2 separate regions of the Sus scrofa genome follow, and region 2 is linked to region 1. A link is a contact called in public Hi-C data. All regions are on one chromosome and are shown on one strand. Each heading gives the region's core, a stretch centred on a gene start, on an enhancer-like site or on the middle of the called end of the contact. The rest is flanking DNA. Distances are from core to core; before and after follow the strand shown.

The links. A called contact is a pair of places that touch in the nucleus more often than the background predicts.
Region 2: a Hi-C map of embryonic fibroblasts shows a contact between it and region 1, with 2.9 times the contacts expected there. The contact joins two enhancer-like sites. A contact is called at or near these places in 6 of 47 Hi-C or Micro-C datasets (embryonic fibroblasts, epiblast stem cells, fetal liver and 3 more).

Annotation. Positions count from the first base shown.
Region 1 is chr16:75,271,517-75,276,752 of Sscrofa11.1, forward strand. No RefSeq gene overlaps it. Among named protein-coding and RNA genes, the nearest start is that of PAPD7, 14 kb to the left of the region's middle. Within about 2 kb of position 2,050, at least 5 of the 83 cell types and tissues checked have an H3K27ac peak or open chromatin away from gene starts, as enhancers often do. A contact at or near this core is called in embryonic fibroblasts, where this site is marked.
Region 2 is chr16:76,187,859-76,193,536 of Sscrofa11.1, forward strand. No RefSeq gene overlaps it. Among named protein-coding and RNA genes, the nearest start is that of ICE1, 64 kb to the right of the region's middle. Within about 2 kb of position 2,978, at least 8 of the 83 cell types and tissues checked have an H3K27ac peak or open chromatin away from gene starts, as enhancers often do. A contact at or near this core is called in embryonic fibroblasts, where this site is marked.

The DNA.
Region 1 (5,236 bases), core at 800-3,299:
TAAGTACAGGGGGGCCACAGAGCCAGGTCACGTTGCTCTGCCGTTTCCTGACTCTGAGGCTGGGCGGGCTCAGTTTCCTCATCTACAGAATGGGGACAAGAGCTGTAACATTCATAGGGTTGCGTGATGATTAAAAGAATCAATACAGGGAGTTCCCTTGTGGCCCAGTGGGTTAAGGATCTCGGGCTGCGCCTGCAGCGGCTCAGGTTGTGGCTGAGGTAGGCAAATTTGATGCCTGGGCTGGGAATTTCCACGTGCTCAGGGTGTGGCCAAGAAAAAGGAAAGAATCAACGTATGTGACGTATTTGCCAGAGTGACTGGCACGGAGCACCTGTTCTCCATGCGTTTGTGATGTGATGCTCGGAGGTTCTTAAAGTAGCTCAAATTTTCTTTGCATCTTTAGCTTCCTACGTACGTCCTCCCCTCACTGGAGGGAAGATGCCACTGAGGCCACAGCTCCCTGCTTTCTGCTCTTGGCCAGGCTCCAACCTCTCTGCAGACGGAAGAGAATACTGCTCTGCAGGTCTGATGAACTAATTAATTTTTTCTATGTCTCTAACTGATCTTCATTCCAGACAAGCTCTCTGGGTATCTCTTTTGTGCTGCTGTGCAACCAGGACTTGGCTGGGCAGGCTGGAAGTGCTCCTGCTTCCAATCAGTGCTAAACCATCCTTCAAATCAAAAACGTCTCTACCTGGGACGTCCTGTTGTGGCTCGGTGTTTAAGAACCTGATGCTATCTCCCTGAGGATGCGGGTTTGATCCCTGGCCTCGCTCAGTGGGGTAAAGATCCAGTGTTGCTGTGGCTGTAGCACGAGACTCAGCTGCAGCTCCGATTTGACCCCCAGCCCAAGAACTTCCATATGCTGCAGGTGTGGCTGTAAAGAGAAGAAAAAGGAAAAGAAACTCCCCCAAATAACAAACTTCTCTATGTGACATGTAACAACAGAGACAGGTGTAGCCTCCAGACCCACAGACACTTGTGTCCTTCGTCGCAGGACAGGGCGAGAGATGGAGAATGGCAGGCTCCTGAGCCGAGCAATCGAGACCCAGTTTTCACCTCCTGCAGGTCAGCCGCATGCTCTGTGAAACGTCGCCGGGCAGAGGGAGGACTCTGGGCGGGGAACCTGTCTGAGGCCACGGCGGTTCCATGGGAACAGATATGGGCGCTGGAACCAGGGTGGGGTGGAGGGGAACCAGTGAGCTTAGAGTCTGAAGGCAGAATCTCAGGGATCCACTGGGGGGTGAGGCAGAAGGAAGAGCAGAGGGTCCACCGGGTTGGTGGCCTGCGTAATTGAGAGCCTTCTTCTCCCGGATGGAGACGGTGGGGGCGCGCGGGAAGCAGCCCCTGTGGTGTGTTATTTTATTTAACTTATTTGTTTTTTGGGCCGTGCCTGAAGCTTGTGGAAGTTCCAGGGCCAGGAATCAAACCCATGCCACAGCAGTGACAGCAACAGACCCTTCTTTTCTTTTCTTTCTCTTTTTCTTTTTCTTTTTCTTTTTTTTTTTTTTTTTTTTTTTGGTTGCACCCATGACATATGGAAGTTCCAGGGGCAAGGATTGAATCTGAGCCAGAGCTGCGACCTACACCACAGCTGCAGCAATGTGGGCCCCTTAACCCACTGAGCCACGGCGGGAACGCCACAACACCTGGTCTTTAAGTGCCAGGCCACTAGGGAACTCCCAGCTTCCCCTTTAAGAAACATTAGGCTTGGGATGCCCAGCCTGACATCCTGGACGCCTAAGTCCCACGTTTGGAAGAGAAGCTGGTCTGGAAAGGCGCTTCTGGGAGGGGACCCTTCCCTGCTGGCGTGGGGTCAGGGCGGTGAGCTCACCCAGTGGGTGCGGGTGACAGAGCAGACGCAGGGAAGGTCGGCTCGTCGTCCGTCTTTGTGAACCAGCTGCCTGTTCAGGTTTCTGAGAAGATGTTAGACATGCGTCGTCACTTCCCAGGGCCCCACACAAGAAAATATCTGGGTCATTACTACACTCAGGAAACTGGCTTAAGTCCACCGAGGCCTAAAAATAGCGAATTTACAGACCTGTGGGTTCTTTACTCATGACAGCGAGGCCTCGCAGGCCCAGCCAGGAGACCAGGGAGGGGCAGGCCCCTCTTAGAGGCGCAGACAGAGCTGGACACGAAGCCTTACTGGCAGAGACGTTTCTAGTGAATTCTGTGCGGTCAGGAGGACAGATGCAGGCGGTGCCTGGGCCAGGCCCCAGTTCACCCACCAGCTTTCGCTGAGAAAAAGTTCTTGGAGTTCTGGTTGTGGTGCAGTGGAAACAAATCCAACAAGGAACCATGAGGTTGCGGATTCGGTCCCTGGCCTTGCTCAGTGGGTTAAGGATCCGGCGTTGCCGTGAGCTGTGGTGTAGGTTGCAGACGCGGCTTGAATCCCGTGTTACTGTGGCTGTGGTGTAGGCCGGTGGCTGCAGCTCTGATTAGACCCCTAGCCTGGGAACCTCCATGTGCTATGGGAGTGGCTCTAGAAAAAAAGCAAAAAGACAAAAAAAAAAAAAAATTTTCCTTTCAAACATCTGGCATTTGAAGAGGAGGCCAGTTAGATGAAGGTTCCCACAAAAAGAGGCTGGAAGGAGGGGTTCCAGCCCAGGGGGTGGGGGGTTGGGGTTGGGGGTCTGCCTGCTGCGCTGGCCTGTCCTTGTACAGACACTTTGAAGGAGGCCTGTTCCCTAAGGTAGAGACGGACCAGCAGCCCGGAGGTCACGTTAGCCCTCCTGGGCGGGCGGGCGGGCGGGCTGGGCGTCATTGTTGGAAAGAACACACTAGCCCCACACATGCTTTCTTTGGCCTACGCTGTGTTGGCCAACTTTTTAAAATATAAACTGCTTAATGGAGTTCCCGTGATGGCTCAGTGGGTTAAGAACCCAACATAGTATCCATGAGGATATGGGTTTGATCCCTGGCCTCACTCAGGCGTTGCCATGAGCTGTGGTGTAGGTCACAGATGCGGCTCAGATCTGCTGTGACTGTGGCATAAGCTGGCAGCTAGCTGCAGCTCCAAATCACCCCCTATCCTAGGAACTTCCATATGCTGTGGGTGCAGCCCTAAAAAAAGGCCAAAAAAAAAAAAAATTGTCACTTTGCTCGTATATGCAGCAGTAACAACCCCCTCCCCATCTCAGTGGCTTACAGGAGTAACGCAGTACACAGCACCTGCACCTCTCCCTGGCACCATGCCACACCATGCTTTTCCCCTTCAGGGACCCTGGCCAGAGCAGCAGTCCCCTCTCAGTCACACCAGGAGGGAAAAGGGAGACACAGCCGAGCCACACATAGCTCTCGAGACTCTACCAGGAGGTAGTGAAATCTTGGCAAATCACAACCCGAAGGCGTGCCTGACGGAGAGGATGGGGTGGGGGGCCCTCCGAAAGAGAGGCCAGGGAACGATTGAGAACGACAAAACTCCAGCATCATGGCCCGGACACCTCTGGACAAAGGCGGCCACCTTGCCTGCACCCCGTCTCACCACTGGCTCCACCGCTGGTAGATGACACTCCTGTGGTCCACGCTGGCGCAGGAGTTTGCAGGCCCTGGGCCGACAACTGGAGGGTGGTTTACCGCCTCAGACTGGCTACCTTTAAAAAAGAGCCATTGACAAGTTTGCTTCTTTTTTAGCATAAACATATGTAAGATTCGTGAATGCTCTGACCTAAAGAATCTGGAAACAAGAAAAAAAATATTTTTTAAGGCCACACTCTCGGCATAGGAAGTTCCCAGGCTAGGGGTTGAATCAGAGCTGTAGTTGCTGGCCTACACCACAGCCACAGCAGCTTGGGTTCTGAACCGTGTCTGCAGCCCATGGCAATGCCAGATCCTTAACTTGCTGAGCAAGGCCAGGGATCAAACCTGCATCTTCATGGATACTGGTCAGATTTGTTACCACCGAGCCACCATGGGAACTCCAAGAAAAAAAATCTTTTAAAGTGTCAAAGCTTTGCTTTGTCTTTGTGGCCCCGTCTTTCTTGGCTCTTCTGTAGATAAATTTATCCACTGGCGCATTTATTACACAAATATTGAACAAATCAAGTCCTTCTTCCCACGTGATGTGTGTGGGATGAACCCCAAGGACCCCCTGGAGGGATGCAGTCTGTTGCATCTCCCGTCAGAAAGTCAGAATGAGAACTGGGGTTCCTGCTGATGGGGGTCAGACACCCACCTCGATGCTGGGGAAGGTCCTACCCCCGTGAGCAAAAGACAGATGCTTGGAAGCAGGTGCTAAAGGTTCTGGGTAGAAAATCTCGGTGTGACAAACTGCGTGTGCAGGGGATGGGATGAGAGCCCTCTCAGAGTCAGGGGACCTTGGTGCTGTCCACTTCTGCTGCCCTGGCTGGGGACTGGGAGAGTGCCAGCCTGCCTACCCTTTGGCAGAGCTCAGCAGGATGTCCCAGACACAGCCGGCCATTGAATAAAAAGCCAACATTCAAGATACTCCCAACCAGACCTCAATCTCCAGACCGGCCTCATTCCCAACCACTATCCCACTTGATGGAGCCCAGAAGCTCAGAGGTTGTTTGCTCACTGCCTCTGAGCCAAGCGAGCCACACACTTTCTTGTCTCTGACCCGCAGTTCAGGAGGCACCAGTTTTCTGAAAGGTTCTCTCAACCTTGTCTTTGCCTCTCCCGATGTAACCCAAACCAACCGGACTCAGGTCCAATGGAAACCTTTGTAAGGCTTTCCTGGCCACATTAACCTGGAGTGATGGGAAGAGGAGGTAGAGGTGTGTGGTCCTTGCGAGTGGCTATATGGTGATTTTCAAGATGAGTGATGGGCTCCTCCCACTGCCTGGAATTTGGTAATTCCTGCACCCCCTTGATTTTTCACTCTTTAACTCACTGTTCCAGGTTGACTGCAGGCTTCATCACAGCCTGAGTCTTACCTCCTGAGAATCTAACCTTCACTGGCTCTAGCCCCTGGGCCGGCCAGCAGGAGGCGCCCAGTGTCCATGGGTGGGACTTGTGTTGCCAGCTGCTCCTTTGTAATTCATGAGGCAGGGGTGGGTCCTTCCAAGGCTGCCAAGGACAGCCCAGCATCACAGGGGAGGAAATGTCCCCTAACCACAAGTGGGGACCGACCTTTTAAAAGAACTACAAGATTTCAAACTAACAGAAGACAAATTCTTATCCATCGCCAAGTGCTCCACGCAGCAGCTTGAATCTGAAGACAGCAACCCAGTTGAATCTGTAAATATTTAAGGAGAAACCATTCCACAGCAAG
Region 2 (5,678 bases), core at 1,728-4,227, 920 kb after region 1:
ATGGTTCCTAGTCGGATTCGTTAACCACTGCGCCATGACAGGAACTCCTCATTTTCTGCATTCTAACCAAAGAGGCATTTTCACTGTCTCTTACCTTCTATTTTCTCTCATCTTGTGTCTCTGAAGTTGTTTTCTGGGTAATTATATCAGAGCAATCCTATACCCATAGCTCATCATTTGTCCCGTCCCTTGCTTTTATACTTGGAAATGTATGTGTGTGTGTTTCTGTAGCTTATTTTTTTTTTTTTTTTTTTTTTTTCCAGGGCCGCACTCACAGCACATGGAAGTTCTGAGCCTAGGGCTCGAATCAGAGCTGGAGCTGCCAACCTACGCCGCAGCCACAGCAATTCCAGATCCGAGCCATGTCTATGACCTACACCACAGCTCATGGCAACACCAGATCCTTAACCCACTGCTTGAGGCCAGGGATTGAACTCGCATCCTTACGGATCCTCGTCAGTTTCTTTAACCACAGAGCCATGAAGGGAACTCCTGTAGCCTTTTGTTTTTAGATGTTCTATTTTGTTCTTCAAATCTTCTGTCTGATAAATGCTCCTAATCTCTTATTCTTTTGTCATACTTCATATTCTCCTCTTATTTCTTTAAACATATTAAAGACAATTATCTTACTTATTCCAAACCTGGTAAATAAAACATACACAAACTCCATACCTCAAATACTGACTTCAAACATAGTCTGCTTTTTTTCTGGATCTGCTCACTCATGGAGTGGGTTTGCCTCTGTTTAATAATTTTGTGAGTATGAGTATGAATTCATGCTCCTTGAAACTTCATCTGTGAGGCTGCAGGTGCAGCCCTAAAAAAAAGACAAAAGACAAAATAAAATAAAATAAAATAAAATAATAAATTAGTATTTATTTTGGTAGCTGTAAATGTTGATAAGAAAGTGAATATGACTAAGTTTAAAAGTAAATGTATCATTTCTACAAACTTACTTTTACTGTTTGAAAGTTTTTTTTCTTCTTAGGGCCGCACCTGCAGCATATGGAAGTTCCCAGGCTAAGGGCCTACACCACAGCCCCAGCAAGGCCAGATCCTTAACCCACTGAGTGAGGCCAGGGATTGAACCTGCCTCCTCACTGAGCAACAGTGGGAATGCCCTTTTTACTGTTTTAAATTTCAAACAAGCCCTAATTATTGAAGGATGCTTAAGAATTATTTCTAATTTTAAATTAATCGTTGGGCCGAAATAGACTTTTTTTTTTTTTTTTTTTTTTTTTGTCTTTCTGCCTTTTCCAGGGCCGCTCCCTCAGCATATGGAGGTTCCCAGGCTAGGGATCTAATCGGAGCTGTAGCCCCCGGCCTACGCCAGAGCCACAGCAACGCCAGATCCGAGCTGCATCTGTGACCTACACCACAGCTCATGGCAACGCCGGATCCTTAACCCCCTGAGCAAGGCCAGGGGCTGAACCCGCAACCTCATGGTTCTTAGCTGGATTCGTTAACCACTGAGCCCCGACAGGAACTCCTGACTTTTAAATAATGACTGGAAATGGTTGGTGTTAACTGCTCTTAGAGATTTTTGGGAGTAAAGGTTGACTAAGTCTACCAGCTCAGTCATTCAGAAGAGAAATGCATAATCCAATCTGAGCTCAAGCAGAAACATTGAGGGAATGTCTGGGGTAAAATCTGATCAAGCGGAAGTAAACTAAACACGAAGCTCTTAAGACCGTGCTGTTTTCCTTCCTGCAGAAGAAGAAACATCACACGCGGATGCACACAGTGGGTGAGGGGCTGCCCTGGGCTGTGAAAACCAGGCAGGTTCTAGGCTGAGGCCAGAGACCTAGTTGGCATCCAACCTCTGCCGCCGCCAGCTCTGTGCCACCAGGGCCCTCGGACGGGGCCTGGATGGGGCGCGGTGAAGTCGCTGCAGAGGGTCTCTGGAAGACGGTCCCTGTGACCCAGGCCAGGGACAGTGACAGCTGATAGTGTTCTTGCTGCCCTATCCTTGTTAGGTCTGCAGAGGGAGGAATGTGTGAGGCCAAGGCGGTAAAGCAAGAGAGATTTACGAAGGCCTCCGAAAGGGATGGGCTGAGTTCAAGGTGATGCCAGCCTGACTGCGAGGAGGTGCTGGCGGGGATTTGTGGTGGGAGTTTATGCGGGAACTCGGGAACAATAAAGAAGGAGGGGAAGGGAGTTCCCGCAGTGGCACAGCGGTAACGAACAAGACTAGTATCCATGAGGATGCGAGTTTGATCCCTGGCCTCAGTGGGTAAAAGATCTGGTGTTGCTGTGCCTGTGGTGTAGGCTGGCAGCTGTAGCTCCAATTAGACCCCTAGCCTCGGAACCTCCATGTGCCACGGGTTCGGCCCTAAAAACAAAACAAACAAACAAAACGTTTGGAGTTCCCATTGTGGCTCAGTGGCTCAGCAGGTTAAGAACCTGACATAGTGTCCACGAGGATGCGGGTTTGATCCCTGGCCTTGTTCAGTGGGTTAAGGATCCGCAAGCTGTGGCATAGTTCACAGATGCGGCTTGGATCTTGCACTGCTGTGGCTGTGGTGTAGGCCTGCAGCTGCAGCTCTGGACCCCTGGCCCAGCATCTTCCAGAGAGTGCAGATTCGGCTCTTTAAAAAAAAAAAGTCTTTCTTGACAAACGAGCAAGCAAACATTCTACAAAGTTAATCGCATGAAATTAATTGCTTCAGTGGTTAACAGAACATGATGATAACTGTGTATGAACATTTAAAGCAAATTCCCACTTCCCCACCTCCCAAAAACGCCAGAAACAACAACGGGAAAACAATAGGAGTAAAAGCAAACCATCAGAATAATTTCATTCTAGTGGTGAAGGAAATAAATGGTGTCAAATAACAAACCACCAGGATCCTACTGAATTGCTGAGTCAAGCGTGGCCTCTGCTAAGGCAAAGGAACTGTCTCCAGCTCCTGAGCTGAGATTCTCATTATCTGCTCGGGCATTGTCTGTATTTTCTGTAGAAAAAAGTTTTGAGCCCCGCAAAATTCAAAATTCCTGAGGTGACTCATAGAAATACCATTTATAACATCCGTGGCTTGTTACATCCCTGCTACACTGAGACAAACGCGAGCCCCAGGGGGTGCAAAGAGCCAATTAGAATCCCAAGAGAATGCTGACATCCTGATGCAACCTCCTTTTGAGAGGCAGCCCTGTGCCCCCAGCCCCAGTGAGTCAGGTGAGTTGCACCACGCTCAGGTGAAAGGGGAAGGCTGGGATTTCTCAGCTCTCAAAACGTCCAGGCTGGAGACCCTTCCAAGCCTTCTGGAAGCCTTGCCGCCGCCACCAGCCGACTGCAGCCTTTCTCTCCACGGAAGTTTCAGGGGAAGCATGTTTGGGAAGAAGAGGCATTGGGTTCGTCTGAAATATACCTTGCTATCCCTTTGTTTCTCTTCCCTCCTAAACCTGTGTTTATCTGCTGGGTGTAGGAGGGCCTCTGGATGGGTGCCCGGTTCTGGGTGCACGAGCCAGGTGCAGCGCGCCCCCTGCTGGGACGCTCAGGCAGCTGCAGGCCCCTCCCGCGAGGAGTGGCGCAAGAGAGCTGAAAAAAGTCAATGTAGTTTCCACTGAACACACTTGAACAGGATTAAAAAAAGTCAACTTGAACACCAGGAGCAAGGGTTTTCTTATTTTAAGATTTCTTTCCCCCTCTCCTTTCTCCTCACTTGGTCAGACTGTGGAATTTGAGTGGAAAGAAATGCCAGGTAAGGACGTAATGCAAAGCTCAACCTGTGGATAAAAACACACCATTCACAATAAAAAGCATTTCCTTTTTCTTTTCTTTTTCTTTTTTTGTCTTTTTAGGGCCACACCTGCAGCATATAGAGGTTCCCAGGCTAGGGGTTGAATCAGAGCTGCCGGCCTACACTGGGATCCGAGCCACGTCTGTGACCTACACCACAGCTCACGGCAACACCTGATCCTTAACCCCCAGAGCGAGGCCAGGGATCGAACCTGCATCCTCATGCTTCCTAGTCAGATTTGTCTCCACTGAGCCCTGACGGGAATGCCTCCTTTTTCTTAAGTGCATTAAAAATGGGATGTACAGCTAAAGATAGACAGAAAAAAGAAAGTGAACTTACAGTTTCTGAAATTGCATTTATCTTTAGTTTTTTCAATGCCCATATTTCTACTGAGAATAGTTATGCATTTCAAAATTGCATCAATATCCAGAAACCTCATTTCCTCATTCCTAAACAAATAGACACATTAAAAATATTATTCTGAATGATTGCCAAGATGATAGGAGCTAAATTTGAGTTTCTTTCAAAATATGAAATAAGAAAGGTCAAGAGCAAATGATTCAAAAATTCTGTTTTCTGCTCCACTGCTGATTTAGCAAACAGATTGTCAATATGCAAATAACGGCTTGTCCTGGGGTTCAGGCTTTCAGAGAGGAGGCTGCACCTGCCAGGGCCTTGCCCTTTTCCTCTTTCCCTGAAGGGAGCTCCCACTTCGACCCTCAAGGTCCTTGAGTTTCGGGCTGGAAGAGTGGCTACGAACTGACCTGCAGGAGGCGCTGATCACATTTCACAAAGCCTCTGAGCATTTAAAGGCAGGACTCGGGTCCTATTTGGTTGTCTGGTTTCTCTCTCGGCCGATGACAGCTCCGGAACAGATAGCGTGACTCTAGAGCACGGCCGTCGCCACAAGAGAACTCAACTCTGCTTTTCCAGATGTTTCTGCACTGACGAGGCTCTGGAGCAAGGACATAGCCTGCACTGGCAGCTTGTCCCCAACAGCCCTCCTCGGGGTACTGAGAGCAGTCCTGCCAGCCTTTGGATTATTGACGGGAGCCTCCCCAAATGACAGCGGCTCAGGATCAAGTGTCCTGTGACCTTCCTGCGCTGGTCAGGGGTGGGGCTGGCAGGTGCGTCCACACAGTAGAAGAAACCCTGCCGTTGTGAAAACTATTCTCTCTCTAGAAACTGCTGGGCTCCAAGGGCCCTGCAAGGAGACTGAACTCAAGCCTCTGGTCCAGACAAGAATGACCAGACCCTCGTCATCGCCCCACCGGCTCCTTGTAATACCCGCTGCCCCACTAGAGCCCACCCCTTCCTGCCCCTACTAGGAGAGGACGAGCCCCCTCCTCAATGCCCCCTACAGGGCCTTGTACCCTGTGGCCTAGCAGCCCTCTTTCCCCAACCAGTCGGCAGGTCAGCAGGTGTAACCCTGAGCCCTCTCCTCTCTGGATGGCTACCTCCTTTCAGGTTTTGCTGTGTTTTTTTTTTTTTTAATTTTTTTTTTTAAGGGCCACACTCAGGGTATGTGGAAGTTCCCAGGCTGGGGGTCGAATCAGAGCTGTAGCCGCTGGCCTACACCACAGTCACAGCAACGCAGGATCCAAGCAGCATCTGCGACCTACACCACAGCTCACGGCAACGCTGGACCCTTAACCCACTGAGCGAGGCCAGGGAGCGAACCTGCGTCCTCATGTAGGCCAGTCAGATTCATTTCCCCTGAGCCATAACGGGAACTCCTTCCTGCGTTTTTAATAAGGCTGCTTTAAAAAATCTAATCGATGTTGGCTTGGACTTCAGGGAAACATCAGACAAACATCCATGGAGTTGGGAGCTGAGGCGTTCAGGGTGCCTGGGGTGAGAGCCTGGTGGAGACCCTACACAACAGGGGGTGTCCTGGGCTCAGGAGAGTCAGTGAGAGCAGAGCCTGCGGTTCCCTGG